2 separate regions of the Rattus norvegicus genome follow, and region 2 is linked to region 1. A link is a contact called in public Hi-C data. All regions are on one chromosome and are shown on one strand. Each heading gives the region's core, a stretch centred on a gene start, on an enhancer-like site or on the middle of the called end of the contact. The rest is flanking DNA. Distances are from core to core; before and after follow the strand shown.

What was found. A called contact is a pair of places that touch in the nucleus more often than the background predicts.
Region 2: a contact with region 1 is called in a Hi-C map of liver, with 4 times the contacts expected there. The contact joins two enhancer-like sites. A contact is called at or near these places in 3 of 12 Hi-C or Micro-C datasets (Schwann cells, frontal cortex and liver).

The regions. Positions count from the first base shown.
Region 1 is chr5:117,527,051-117,531,674 of GRCr8, forward strand. It overlaps LOC120103114 (a long non-coding RNA gene), which reads right to left. Exons shown (of 3, transcript XR_010066547.1): 3 at 1-4,624. It also overlaps a transcript of Nfia not described here. Among named protein-coding and RNA genes, the nearest start is that of Nfia, 28 kb to the right of the region's middle. Within about 2 kb of position 2,686, at least 74 of the 93 cell types and tissues checked have an H3K27ac peak or open chromatin away from gene starts, as enhancers often do. A contact at or near this core is called in Schwann cells and liver, where this site is marked.
Region 2 is chr5:117,646,209-117,650,832 of GRCr8, forward strand. The region is part of intron 2 of Nfia (nuclear factor I/A); the gene reads left to right. Among named protein-coding and RNA genes, the nearest start is that of Nfia, 91 kb to the left of the region's middle. Within about 2 kb of position 1,908, at least 79 of the 93 cell types and tissues checked have an H3K27ac peak or open chromatin away from gene starts, as enhancers often do. A contact at or near this core is called in Schwann cells and liver, where this site is marked.

The DNA.
Region 1 (4,624 bases), core at 1,436-3,935:
CATGCATAATTTTCCACAGTGGTAACCCCAAAATGCTGAAAGCAGTGTAATTTGCTTCTCTGTGTAATCCAAACCTTTCATTATGAAATGCCACTACAAAAAAAGAAAAAAGAAAAGAAAAGAAAAAGAAAAAAGAAAGAAATGACTCTAATATTACAAGGACACAAAGCAGTAACATAGTCGATATTTTAAAAAAAAAAAAAAGTGCAGTGTTGGCCTTGAACTCTAGCTCAATGGTAGAGCACTTGCCCAGCATTCATGAAGCCCCAGGGTTGAGCTGGGGGCAAACTTAATGTATATATTCCCATAACAAGAACAACAGAGCCCAACTGCTGTAGTTCAGATGCCAGGACAGCAATTGCTCTATTAAACTTTTCATTGGGCTGTTTGATGAAATTTGGCTGTGTAGGCCATGAGGTAAGCGCAGACTAATTATATTAATAGAAGTATAAGTCAGTCTATCTCTGGCTTTTCCTACTGCCCCCATGCCGGGCTCTTTCTTCCACTGTCAAGATTTCCTAAGGAAACTCTACAATAGTTACCACTGCTTAGGCTACAGTCCCTTCAGCACAGCTCATCCAATTCTCCTGCCTGGCTTATCTTGATAAGTCTTACAAGTGTCCCGACACAGGTGCCAGTACAGGTCACTTACGTGTAGTCAGAGGAAGGTTCCCTGTGACCCTTCTCTGCCACTTCTGAAAATGACTCCCTTGGAAAAAACAGGCAGGGACGCCAAGAACTAGCCAGTAAGCACTTTCCCCCATGGCTTCCACTTTGGTTCCTGTTTCCAGGTTCTCACCCTGCCTTCCTTTACTGACCCACATAACCTAGAATTGTAAGAGGAAACAAACCCTTGCCTCTACACCTCCCACAAAAGTGACATCCTTGACCTCCCTGGCCCTCCATTCCCCCTTTCAGGAACCCTCAGTTCTTCTCCAAGGTGCTATGAAAAATCATGTGACTTCCTATGGAAAAACTCCTAGCCTGATCTCCCAGTACTTAATACTACACATCAAAAGCAGGTTCAGAAACAGACTTGGGTCTGCTGAAGTTACAGATATAACTTTCATCTCCGAACTGTATGTCCTTGTCTTTACAGTGGGGATAATGTATATCATATGACATCCACGTGGTAATTAACAATTTATAAAACAAAATGGTAATTAAGTAGTCACAGCCAGCCATTAATATGTTTCCTTTGTCTATGAGGAGATTAGCTAGAGAGAAGAGCCAATAGCCAGTGCTTGAATCAGTTATTGGGGCCACTTGGCTGGCTTTCTCATCTCTTCCTTATAAAGACCTAATCTTTCATGGAGCAGAAAACACATATTCAATGGCTTTAAAGTTTTATTTTTCAGAAGGTTTCCCCTCCTTTAAAAATAGGTAGGAGCTCTTAGCACCAGCAGTTTCTCACCTACTTTGTCTCATTAATTTAGGGGGAAAAAAAACTATCACAGCTATAGTTCTAAAGGAGATGAGAAAGGAGAGTGAATGACGGAGCGACTTGTTTAAGGTCACACAGATACTCTTCCTAATGAAATTGACTGCTGCTCTCCTTGGCTGAAACCTGGAGGAGATACTGGAATCAAAATCCAGCCAAACCATTAGAGCGCGAACAAGTCCAATCAGAGCTAGTACTGTTCTGTTTCCCAACTTCTGCACGCCTCCAACGCGCATTTTCGGTATGGTCTCGTCTGTTGCTGCCTGCCAACAGACCGATCGGTCTGGAGTGATTACAAATATGAGATGGCTGTGCCCAAAATCCGGCCTTGTTTAGGAAAGGTTCACCAGCCTTCTCACCAACGTGCTAGTTAGAACTCGACTGTAGGTGGCGCCCTGCTTCGCTTAGGGGAACTTGAAAGAAGAGAACCCGGGTCACCAGTCTCTCTCTCTCTCTCTCTCTCTCTCTCTCTCTCTCTCTCTCTCTCTCTCTCTCTCTCTCTCTCTCTCTCTCTCTCTCTCTCTCTCTCTCTCTCTCTCTCTCTCTCTCTCTCTCTCTCTGTTCTTTTCTCCCCCGACCTCACTCCCCCCTTCCACCCCCACCCCACCCCCGCTCCTCCGGGGTGGGCGGAGCTGAACGATTAAGCTGCACTTCCCAAGTGGTAGAGCGTAGTGATCGAGCTCTGAGCGCTCTCTGCCCAGCGTGGCGCTCCAGAGCGGTGCTCGAACCCCAATAGTCCTGCGGCCCAGGCCACCCTCATTCTTATACCCCTTTCCCCAAAGTCAGCAATGGGACTAGAGGACTGAGGACAGTGTGATCCCTAGTGTGACCCCGTGATTGAGGGGCGGGGAGAGACAACTTTACAAAGCTCTAAAAGGTCAAACCTCAAAAGACTTGCAAGAGAAGCAGCAGGGTGCACCTGCAGAGTCTGCTTAGGGAACCGCAGACCGCCTCCTCAGGACCTGCTATCTGCACCCTGGGCGGTCTCTTCAAGGTCTTTCTTCCCTCTGACCCGGTCCTGGCCCTGAGCTTTTTCGTTGCGAAATTGAGTTCCCATATTCGAATCCCAGCTCACCCGCGTGGGGTTATACGCGATGGAGCCGGGTGTCGGGAGTGATCACATTGCAGCTGGGCTGGGGGCACTTCGAGAGACGGAACAGAGTAGGGAAGGAGAGTGGGGTCCCACGGTGGCTGGGCGCTGAGTGACCGGGTCATTGGGATGTCCCGCGGGGCGGGAGGACGTGTAGGGCGGCGCCAACCTCCGGCCTGGGTTGCTCCGCTGCGGCCACCGGCGGATACGTCCCGTGCGCGGGTTCCAGCTTGAAGATCAACCGAAGTCCTTTCTACTGCAGCAGCGGAGGGAACTCTAGGTGGATGATTTGCTCCGACTGTACTTCGCGAAGAAGACATTTTCTCCTAGAAGCTTCTGAAGTTGAGCATGTTAGGTTAGGGGGAATCGTGGGGGTCCTCCGCTCCGTACCAGCGGCCTGGGACAGGCGGGAGAGTGTGTTAGCGAGGCTGTGGGGAGGAAAAGTGAAAGCGGAACTGTATGACTCTTAGAGGTCTAGGGAAGGAAAGCCTACAGCCACTGAAAAGAATGCTTAGAAAATACACTGCAAAAAGCTTACTCTTTTACCCAAACTCTTTCTTTGATCGGAAAACAGTAAAAGACACCTGACTAGACTTTCCCCGCCCCCTACCAATTAGAACCTGTTACACGTCCTCAAGTCCATAAAATAACTGTTGGGGTAAATTTAAATAAACAATGGCAACGGGGTATGTGCAGTTGCGACGCTTGGTTGCAACTCCATTTAGTGGCAGCTTTTATCTTGAGGAAAGTTGGAGTGTATCTATTAGTCTCTTGTGCTTCAGATGTGCCGCCCCTAAGAAGGGAATACGAGAAATAGAAAATACTGTTATGGAACCATTACATTGAGACCCATTTTAACACTCTGATCTTGGAATTCCAGCACTGCACTCTTCCCTAGGGTTAACTTTAGCAGGAATATCACCAGGCCTAGTCTCTACGTGAGTCTTAAAACTTCAAGCAATTGCTTTGGGCAGTAACTCCAACAAAAGTGATCTTCATACTCCCTGGGAGGCAGAAACTGGATTTGGCCTCTTTTGAGAGGGCAGGTGTGTGATTTATTCACCGAGCTGGTGGGTAAAAGAGACAGAAACCACAAAGGCCTCGTGATCTGGTCCCCTACCAGGGCATTTATGCAGAGAATGGTGGACATGTTGAGATTGTGCTTCCAATGTTAGCAAAGCTGGTGGATGGATTGTGTCTCCTACAAAGTGGGTGCCCACATTGCACTCAGCACTCTTCCTCCTTGGTAAACTGGATGAAAAGGGTCCCCCCCCCCCCCAAGCCATAAATGAAGTCTTCATTCCTATTCCAGGGTTGAGACCTGGGCCAAGGTCTTGAATGACTAGCTTGTAGCCCACACTTGATGAATATAACTTACCAGGAGCAAGGGAGCACTTACTGGTTTACTGAAAGTTGGTATCCTCTTTCCAAGAGATAATTTAAGAAGACACTACCTAACAGTGTGGAAACCCCTGGAGGACTAGGAATGTTCGGCTTGGGTTGTGTTTGCTAAGAGGGTTTGAGTGGAGATTTAGACACATGAAATCTGAACACTGTTATGGCTTCCACAAGCTCTCCTGTCTGAGAAAGTACAGAACTCTGCCACTTTCCCCTTGAAAAGCATAAATGAATGTGGGTGATAGACTGCTGTGCCCCTTCCCCCAAACACACACCTTTACATTCTGGGTTCTTCAGCCAGCCAAAGAGCAAGAGCTTATCACACGTAAATATGTGGGGAACAGGCCTGACTTAAGGCCAAGCACAAAGAGGCAGGAACTTTGGGCATTAGAAGGAAGGGTTATGATCAGTCAGTTGTCAGTCAGTCAGTCAGTCAGGCAATAGGAGAGGACAATGTCTGCTGCAGAGTTGCAGCAAGCAGTGGGAAACAGCTCAGCCTACAGTCCTGTCTGCTCCAGAGGCTGACACTCCACGGCCCACAGTACCCAGTACTGTGCTCCCAAAGTTGAAAACTTTGGGCTTATAGTTGGGCTGCACCCAGCCTTTCCCCCATTCCTGCAGGCAGCCCTCTCTGTAAGCAGACGTTCCACCCTTAGTGGCAAAGATGCTTCTCTGAAACCCTGCTCTGGAAAACG
Region 2 (4,624 bases), core at 658-3,157, 120 kb after region 1:
AAGATTTGAGATCTTGAGGAATTTTCAAAACTAAAACTGTATATGGCATAGGATATAAACTCTTCATTTTCAACAAGTAGCAAATGTGTTAGTTCACCAAATGCATATTTTTTTTTCTTTTTTTCGGAGCTGGGGACCAAACCCAGGGCCTTGCTCTACCACTGAGCTAAATCCCCAACCCCGCATTAAACAAATGAACACCTAACAGTGGAGGGAGGCATGGTGGCACATACCTTTAGTCCCCAAACTTGGGAGGCAGAGGTAATGGGATCTCTGTGAGTTCAAAGCTAGCCTGGTCTACAGAGTGAATTCTAGGACAGCCAGTTTCTTCACACAAAGAAACCTTGCCTCAAAAAAAAAAAAAAATAACAAAACAACAACATCCCTAACAGCATAGTTTGCTTTACCTAAAATTTTGTGACATAAAATCAAAATACTTTAAAACCTTTCATATCTTTATATTTCTAAATATCTCTTTTTAAAATAACTATCCAGTTCCGCTAAATATATTTCCTTTGCAGTGCTAAGGAAAAGTGTGATTCATGTCACCATTTTAGACAGCAATGTAAATGTGACAATGATCAAAACTTCATAATGTATTTCAATTGTATGACGAACCCTCTTCCCCCGTTTGGAAGCTCATGGAAGACAGCCATGTCAGTCAGCTACATGCTTTATATGAGCCATTAGTTCATTACTTTTCTGAAGATTTTCTTGATGATCCTTTTTCATTTAGTTTCTTTATCCCTGTTAGAGATCTTAATCTTTTGATGACCAGTCTTATTATTTCCACATGCTTTAGAACTCTTCAGGTTTGGAGTTAGGTATTTTGAAGGATGCAGGACTTTGAAACATCTTAACCGGTTGTAGAAACGTGTACCTGAGATGCATACCTTGGAAACCGAGGCAAGAGAATCCTAAGTTTGAAACTTGACCAGGCTTCAGAGTGAATTCAAGAACAGAGTGAGCAGTCTACCTTGTTATATACCTAATCTCAAAACCAAACAAACACCAGCCTGGGTGTAGTTCAGTAGTAGACCAGTTGACTAATGGGTGCAAGGCCCTGGGTTCAAGGTTGTATCTTTCAAAATAAATAAATTGGTTTTAGACACCTTTCAAAGGTTTCTTTTTTCCTTGAGTGTTTAAAAAAAAGTGTAAAATTCACCAAATGGTGATTAAAGACCTCTATTATAGAACACGTACTCTTAGTAATGTGAATTGGGAGACAAGAAATAGCCTTACCCTAAACCTGAAAAGTTAGAAACGTACAAAAAGAGGTAAAAACATACCAAAAAAAAAACCCACTTAAAAAAACCCCAAGATCCTACTTGGGTAACTTGAAGGAGCATCTACTTGTTTTGCAGGAGTGGTAAGAGTTAAGAAAATGGTTGAGGATTATTTGGGCAGCTTGCTCTGGAGGAGCACATGGGAAACCACCAGTAAGCCTTCTGGTCTTGTGTTAACAAGCGATGCTGCGTGTTAAAGAACGTAGCCATTACTGAAAGGGTAGGAACACCCCAGTGGTCAGTGGCTAGCGGCCTGGTGCTTTCTGATATTGCCATAGGCAGGCCTGGCCAATCAGATGTGACCATTTGTTGGCCGTTGCTCCTTTGGCCATCACCGCAGTAAACACTTTCCCTTGAATGTTGGTTTTCTGTTGTGTCTGGCAGCCACAGAGGGCTTGAACTTCAGCCAGAGGCAAATATTTATACACCAGAGTGTGCAGTGTTCAACTGGTCAGGCCTGAGAGGAAGAGAGCTCCTTCTTGCCTTCGGCCAAAGGGGAATTATCTATTTTTCCTTCCTTCCCGCTGTGCCCTGCAGAGGTGGGACCTTACTGGAAGCCATTGGTTGCAGATGCACGTGCTCTGAGAAGGACACCCTCCTGACATTTCTGCCTGCTCCTTTAATTCTCCTTGCAAAGTTTACAGTTAGTATTTTCGCTGGAACGCTGTCAAGCTTGTGACAGCCCGAGTGTATGCCGAGCTGTGAAATCGAGCCGGAGAAGCAAGTTTGTGAGAAATCTGTTTCTACTCAAATCCGTGAGCTTCATTAAAACAAAAGCAGAAAAACAAAAACAAAAACAAGGAACTCGAGGGGGCCGTGGCCGGCTGGGCCCCCGGCGCCATTTCACGACCTGTGAGGCGACGACGCTGCCGTACATGGCGCCGTGTTTACCCGCCGCAGCCAATCAGCGCGCCGTGCCAAGCCACGTGACGTGCCACGAGGGCAGCACAGCCATTTCCTTGTTCCGAAAAAGCCTGCTTCCTCCGCAGAGTCCTTTGCCTTGCGTTGCATGCCAAATGTGCCTGCAGAATGTGTCTAGTGGACTGGCATTTGTCCACAAAGTTATTTCAGCAGGTAAAAAGTCTCTGCGCACTTGAGCTCGGTGCATTCTTTATGTAAAATGGATTTCCCTTCTTGGCCAAAGGCCAGGGGCACAGCGCACTGGCTGAGTGAGAAGAACGCTTCTCTGCTGAGAAACTGGTGGACCGACACACTCTTAATTTTTTGGCTTCTGACCAAACAAGCTAGATGAATGCCAAAATTCAACAAAATAACACATTATTGTGTGATAGGAGCCGTGCTCCAAGAGAGCAGGAACTCAGAGGAACTTCACACTGGCTCCCCACCCCTCCCCCTTTTGTTTTTTGGCTTTTTTTTTAAAGCATTGTCACTTTGGGGAGCTTTTGTAGGAAAATGGCTAAATGGAACCTAGAGAGTCAGATTTTTAGCAATAAACCTGAAGGAAGGGACTGAAAGAAAACAAGAGCTTAAAATTACGTTCATGAACTTTTCCCAGACAGAACACACAGTTCTCTGACTTTGCAGAGCTGCATTTAACCCTACAGGGTCCGTAGATGTGTCTGACTTGAAAGCTGAAGGACTTAAAGTGAGAATTCTGTGAGATTTAGCTACATTGTAAAGATTTCAAAATAGAAGGAGAACTGCAAATGTCAAATGTGGAGTTTATATTTCCCAAAGCAAAGACTGGTGTAAGTCTCATGCTTTGTTATGATTTTGTACCCTGACCCCATCTATCTGACTTTTTAAGTGAATGAAGTCTGTTCTTCCTTACATGGCAAGTCTCGAAAGACCTGTGCCTCGGTTTCTTTGTTTTCCACATACCTTCGGGACATTAAAAGAGAGAATTAAGATTCTTTTGGGCTATAAAAATGTTAGAAGGTAAGCTTGAAGAAAAAACACACAATTAGAATCAAACATAAAACACATCTCCAGTTTTAGCAGGAAAATTTTTTGAAAGGAAAAAGGAGGTCTTTGCCATTTTGCTCATCCACACAGCACCCAGTCTAGCAATATAAAGAATTACTGTAGTTTCTATCATCCCTTTGCTTACAATGTTTAGTGTTTTCCAATGCATTTAGAATACAATTCAAACTGGTAGCCATGGCCTACCCTACATGATCTGGCATCTGTACCTGCCTCTCTAGCCTCACTTTATCCTATTGATTTTTTTGTATGCTTGAACCTTGCTGGTCTCCTTTTGAGGTTGAATCTGCTAGTCTGTTTGCTCTTTGTTGTCTGCTTATAATGAGGTCTCTCCCTTTTCTTTTGTGTGATACATTCTTGCCCTTCAGCTCTCAGCTCAGAGGATATCTCCATACAGGAGTAATCTGAGGTTGGCAATCATGCTTTTACATAGAATATTATGAAAATCCAAAAATGCCCCAGTTTATTTTGTCCAGTTACTTGCATGTTTTCCCTGTCACCTTCATGTCAGTCCTACAAGGACAGAAAATCATAGATATTCTCTTCCGTGCTTTTCGTATTGTATCTAATCACATACGGAATAAAATGTTGGGTCAAGTTGGGATATTCTAAAATATATCAATTTACCTTCAGTTTCACCGAGGAATCCAATAGACTACCAGCCCCCAGAAGACTCTTATTATCGTACGTATACCTTGATAAACATCTAGTTCTCCTTTGAAAGTACATGCTGATCCAGAGGGGATGAAGTTTGAAGGTCATTCTGTCTGTACTGAAGGCAGCATGACAGTGCAGTTGGTTGATTAGCTTGTATAAACTTTTCTCATCGGAAAATTAAATTTAAAAACATTTCCTATATCATAGGATTATTTTAATTACAGCTGCATTTGATTTAGATTAATTGGCCTTTAAAGAAAAATTCATTACTTAGAGATAGAAACAAAATACAATCTTAGAATTACCTGTGTAATTCTAAGGCACCAGATCCTGAGCGGTTTTACATATTATTCTATTTAATCTTGGTTGTAACCCTCTTAGAGACTGCCACTGTCCTTCCCATTTTCTAGGGAAGGAAACTAAGCCAAAGGAAAAGTAACTGGTGGGACACAGATTGGATACATATTAAATATCAGAGCAGGATCTTATATGTCCCCCTCACCCCCCCCCCAAATAGGTACTCTTTATGCCTGGTCACTCTGGAGTCTCTAGTGGAGCAGTACACAGCTCTCACAGAAGCCCAAAAGGACTCAGAAGAGTTGACATACCGGAAACATGTCAGCTGCAATAGTAGCTACTTAATGGAAGGGTTAAATGAGGCAATTCAGGTAGAATGGATAACTTATTGCCTGGCAAATGGCAAACTTTTAAGAAATGTGTACTATACGAACACAACT